Linked DNA regions of Mus musculus: region 1 is linked to region 2. A link is a contact called in public Hi-C data. All regions are on one chromosome and are shown on one strand. The core of a region is the stretch at or near the end of the contact, and the rest is flanking DNA. Distances in the headings are between cores, read along the strand shown. Region 1 has its middle 200 kb from the start of Gm10445. Region 2 overlaps Dysf (dysferlin).

Region 1 (2,700 bases), core at 14-2,513, 130 kb before region 2:
GTCCAGTTCCAAGAGCTGTGGCTGCCTTCAGACAGAGGGTCCCTTAGGAACAAGAAAGAAGCTGATCACACATGCCACCCAGAGATTCATAGGGGATGTGGCTCTGTCTTCCCAGCAGTGCAGAGTCATTCGAAGAGCTATCATGCCTTTATCTCCAACCTCGAGGAGAAGTTCGACCTCCCCCATCAGACCCAGGGCTCTGCAGAGGCAAAGTGGGCCTCCTCCATCACACTCTAGCTAGAGAGAGAGAGAGCATGGGGTCCCAGCCTACTGTTCAAAACATAAACCCAGGAAGGTCCACACACCTCCCAGTGGGATAGAAGTTGAAATCCCAAGCAACAGGCAGACCAGAGAGCCAAGAGAATGGTCAGAGACCTGGAGGTGAGCAGGGCAGGCCTTATGCCAGAGGCAGGACACCCAGGGTCATCTTCCTGAACAACGAGGCATTCATGAGCAGCCTGGCTCCAGGCAAGGCAGGCTGTCATGCCAGGCCCGGCCCTGCAATCTGTGCTCTGAGCCCAGCACTGGCTGGTGCTCAAGTGGGAGAAAGTTGCTGCTGCTGAGGTAGCTGCGTGGAAACAGCTATTTTTACCCTGGCAGGCAAGGAACAGGTCAGAGTAGAGTGAGTCGTGGAGCAACCACCACAGGGCCTAGAGAGGACCTAGGCAGGGGTGGCCATGATAACGTGTGGGTTGTAGGGGCATGGGCCAGAGCAGCTGAGGGCCACCCAGGCAACTCGCCACAGTAAGCTAGTCCTACTAGGAGCCAGCAAAGACATCCCAGGGACAGACCCCAGCAGAGTTACTGGTGTGTCTATCCCCGGCTGAGGCTCTCTGATACACACACACACACACACACACACACACACACACACACACACACTGGTCCTTGCTGTGTGTGCAGGGTCAGTCTGGACCAGAATTGGAGACACATGGAACTTTCCACCATTTCTAGTTACAGACCAGCTCCTTTCAGCTCCTCTTCCTTCTTCCCTGAGGATGCTGTGGGTATTACAATTTAGGAAGGGCAGAGGGAAGATCCCACTTACCTCACAGGACCTGCTCGGGACCTCTGTTTGAGAGTGGTGGCTTGGCAGCCTTTAGGTGAGGGGCTGGGAGAGAATTGCAAAGCCACCTCTATTTGCCTCCAGCAGCCAGCACGGGGGGGGGGGGGCACCTGTCCCCGCAGTAGATAGAACACTCTGTGCCTAGGTGCTTAGTTACATAAGCACAGCCACACTCAACTCACCGAGACCATTTGTGGCTCTCCCTGACTAATAAAAAAGCAAATGTCTCCTTGAGCCGGGCTCCCTGCCACCAACCACTATCCTTTCTGACTCCTGGCTTCCTTTGGTCCCCTGCCAGCATATTACCACTCACCTCTGCCTGCCCTGCTGGGAGGGAGGGAGGGAGGGAGGGAGGGAGGGAGGGAGGGAGGGAGGGAGGGAGGGAGGGAGGGAGGGAGGAGGCAGACCATCAAACCTTTCAGGAAGGAAGCCAAGAGAGAGTGAGGTCCAGTGTCCCATGCTGTGTGGCCTTCAGGAGCCCTGGGCTATAGAAGAGGATGCCTGCCTTCCCATGGGCAGTTCATATCCCACTCTGGGAAGGCCTTCTCATCAAAGGACACACCCTACTCAGAGGTCCTGGCCCTACTCCTCAGCACTTGCCTGTGAGATTCTGAGTCTATGACACTTAGCAATTTCAACCTAGATCCATGTTCCCTTTCTTCCTTCCTGACAAGAGTCCCCTTCCTCTGTACTGTTGGATTCATCTGCCCTTTAAGATAGGAAGGTGGGGTCAGATCCTGGAGACGGAGCACCCTGGAGGGTGGAGCTGAGCATAGGAAGAGGGAGACAGAGAAGATATCTGTCAATCAACTTCTAGCTGTTGGATTCTGACCTATACAGTAGCTCAGGGAGGGCTTGCTGTTGACCTTTGTCCTTAAGGCTAGGGCCCTTTCTGTGAGGCTGTGGACAACCTGTACCACCTTGTAGGGAGTCCTGCTGGCTTCAGAGGGAGAAGGGGGAAGAGCTGGGCTTTCCAGGAAATCACTCACTCTTTATAGGGCTCCTGAAGAGCCTTGGGGCCATCCCCTAACAATCCCAGCCTGCTCTTTGGGGCCAAGCCATTTGATTTTCGATCATAAATCACAGAGCTCCGAACTTGCATGGGTGAGAAGGGTCTGGCCCCTGCCCCCACCTTTCATCTAGGGTGGGGGGGGGGACTGCAGACAGATTTTAACTTTGAGTTAATGAGGGTCAGGCAGGAGGACACCCACAGGAAGGAGAGGAAGGGGAGGTGGAGGTGGAGTGATCTGGATGGGGTGGGAGCGGTGTCCTGCGGTGGGGCCTGTCTCATATGGATGCTGGGAAGCAATCCTGGGCATGATGGTTTACACCTTGTCCTCCCAGAACTCAGGAGGCTCACCTGGAGCTTAAGGCAACATGGGCCTAGGCCTATATTCCAACATGCATCTTCAGACCACTCCAGATGGAACACTGCTCATAGAGAGGGATGGCTTACAGAAAGAGCAAGAACAAGAGCCATCATGGACAGGAAAGGGGGGGGGGTGCATAGAAGAGGAGCCTGCAGAGAAGTCCCCAGAACAAAGTAAAACACCTGCCTTTCATACCCTTTCAGAGCATGGCAGGAATTTCTATGCCATGTGATTTAATCAGGGCTAGCCTACATGACGAGAAGC
Region 2 (2,700 bases), core at 111-2,610:
ATGGGGGTCCCATCTCTAGCCCTCAGTTTCCCCCCATATGCACCATAAGTGGCCCCTGAACATGTATAACTAATACTACACTAGTAATGACTATTATCAACTCCCTATAATCTGTCCCTTGGGTCCTTGATCTGCCGAAATGAGACTATTCCTACTATCTCATTAGTCCTATTTGACAGATGAGGAAACTGAGTCTCAGAGATGTGACTGAGCACAGGATAGCAAAGATGCAGCACACTCAGCTGGCCACACACAAGCTGCGGCTCAGACCATGGGGGAGGGGGGACAGAGGTGGGTTCAGAGCCAGGTGACCAGAGAAGCCATGTCCCAGAGAAGATGGAAAATGGAGAGATTATTATCACCCCCTCTATGACACATGTTCTCTTGACAATGCCACAGCTGCCCTTCCTGGGACAGGACCTCACAGGCTACCCTCTGACCCTGCAAAGGCAGGACATTCAGGATGCTCAAGGCAGAGCCATCACCAGGACCATCCGTAGTGTCTCCGTCCACACAAGGCTAAGCCAGGGCAAGCACGGAGAAAACAGCCTCCACACAGAGCTGAGACATGAGGCTGTCCACCCTAAGCCATGCTGCTGAGGCAGTGCAGGGGCCTGGGGGAGGCAGGGGCAGCCAGAGCTACCCTGCCTATCATTGTTCCACATACTTCCTCCTCCAGACCCCAGTGCAGACAGGGCTTGGCTTTGCAAAGCAAAGGGGGAAGCTTGGAATGATCAGCCGCAGGGGACTGCTACCAACTGCTTGTCAGTCATCACGATCATGATTTATCTCATGAATTATGCTTCAAGCGCTTCTCATTCCCCTGGCCACCTCCAGATCCCCAAGATGCCTCACAATCCCCCTGGCCTACTCTGACCCCCATGTTGGAAGCATGGTTGATGCAACAAGCTTAGGGAGGGTCTGGGAGATGTAAAGGAAACTGGCCTTAAAGCATCCCACGTAATTCATATCAGTTACCCAGTGGCTGCGACTTGCCAGCGGTCAACTCAGAGACCTGACTGTGACTCAGTCCCCTTCATGCAAGTCAGAAAATTCCCCTCCAGCAAAAACCCCAATGTCCCATCCCCTCGTGGATCCCTAGGTGACAGCAACGTACGGTCAGTGGCTTGTGGACTCTTGAGTACACCTGCAGGCTCCTCTGAAGCATAAAGAAATGGAAGAGGAGTTAGGATGGGTGTGGCTGGGTGGAGAATGGTTACATGAACAGGAGTCTGGATGGAGAGCTGGGGGACGGGCTCTGTGAATGTACAACAAAGGAAAGCACACACCCTGCCCCCCCCCAACTCCAACCAGGCAGCCCTCCGCACCTCTGTGACCTGAACCTCCATCCAATATACTCAAGAAACAACGCACAGGAGAAAACGTGCTTTTTCTTCATTATATACAGGTAGATTAGGAGGAATGGTGCAGAGAAAGAAACGTGAAAAGGGAAACGCTAAAGAGCCATTGTGGACAAGAGAATACCCTGGGCTCCAAACCCAAGCATGAAACTGACACTTGGGCCCAGCACACTGAGCCAAGGCCATTTAAGGCACAACATCTCCACCTAGTGGTTATTTCTAGTATTGCCACAGACAGCAACATATTATTTTCTCAACGTGAACCGCCTGGGTCTGGCTCCTACCACCAGCCACTTCAGGTGAAGATAAGAGACAAATGATAGCATATGCACAGGAGCATGTCCATGCACAGCCATTAAAATAAATGTAATAAGAATATTCTAACCGTTTTATATTCCCACAGATTCATGACAGTTGCTAGGAACTGCCAGAGGATATCCAACGAACAGTCACATGTAGCCGATAATGGCCTGTCATGCTCCAGTGTCACTCAAAATAAGTATGTGTACTCTCTTATAACTCTCAGGATGTGGCTTGGACATCTTGGATTTAATGTGTCCTAGGACAATTCTTCATCCATTGTGGCCCAGAGAACCCAGGTTGGACGGCTCTGGAAGGCTCACAGAAAGGAGTGTAAAGCACAAATATATGGTGGTCTAGAGGTAAAAGCAGGGATGGAGAACTGAAGCCAGAGACCTAAAGAGGGCAAGGTCCTGAGCTGGCCTTCTGATTTCTGCAGCCAGGTCTCGGCCCCCAAGGTTAGTGGCAAGAATCAGTGTGGCAGAGTGTGTATCTTGTGAAGATTTTCTTATCTACAGGAACTGAGCTGGGCCCTGGCATAGGAGAGTTCTCAGCCTGGAAGAGTGACATACACAGGCACAGCTGTGGTCCCCAGAGTCTACTTTAATCTCATCCCAAATGATGCTTTAGCGGGAGGAGCCTGTTATCTTGGACTAATGAAAGCAGAGTCAGAGATGGGACCCCTGTGTTCTTGCTAGAGACTGGCTTTTATCCTGGTAGCCAGTCAGTGATAGTTATCTACCAGTCCCACCGGCAAGCTAGCCACCTACTGGTGGTGGCTGGAACTGCACAGGCCTCCTTGTTCGTTTGTAGATTTAGGAGCCATAAGCAGATAGGACTGTGGGCATTGGCTCAGCCTTGCTGACGTCTTGGGCCAGTGCTTCCCAACTTGAGAACAGGTCACAGGTCTCCGATGTTGAGGTTCACCCCAGGTTCTCGCCCCTGTGTCTGCAGACAGCTCATAAAGTCAAGGGCGGGAGAGCAAAGAAGCCACCAACACAAAGCCGCTATTTAGTCCTGGTCGTCTTTCTGCCAAAAC

What was found. A called contact is a pair of places that touch in the nucleus more often than the background predicts.
Region 1: a Hi-C map of the N1E-115 cell line shows a contact between it and region 2, with 3 times the contacts expected there. The contact joins two enhancer-like sites. A contact is called at or near these places in 7 of 484 Hi-C or Micro-C datasets (the N1E-115 cell line, embryonic stem cells, granulosa cells and 3 more), 1 of 115 datasets of contacts at active chromatin or transcription factors (double positive thymocytes) and 3 of 9 other capture datasets (adipose tissue, embryonic stem cells and pancreatic islet).

Annotation. Positions count from the first base shown.
Region 1 is chr6:84,223,629-84,226,328 of GRCm38.p6, reverse strand. No RefSeq gene overlaps it. Among named protein-coding and RNA genes, the nearest start is that of Gm10445, 200 kb to the left of the region's middle. Within about 2 kb of position 1,263, at least 76 of the 459 cell types and tissues checked have an H3K27ac peak or open chromatin away from gene starts, as enhancers often do. A contact at or near this core is called in the N1E-115 cell line, where this site is marked.
Region 2 is chr6:84,094,936-84,097,635 of GRCm38.p6, reverse strand. The region is part of intron 17 of Dysf (dysferlin); the gene reads right to left. Among named protein-coding and RNA genes, the nearest start is that of Dysf, 77 kb to the right of the region's middle. Within about 2 kb of position 1,360, at least 7 of the 459 cell types and tissues checked have an H3K27ac peak or open chromatin away from gene starts, as enhancers often do. A contact at or near this core is called in the N1E-115 cell line, where this site is marked.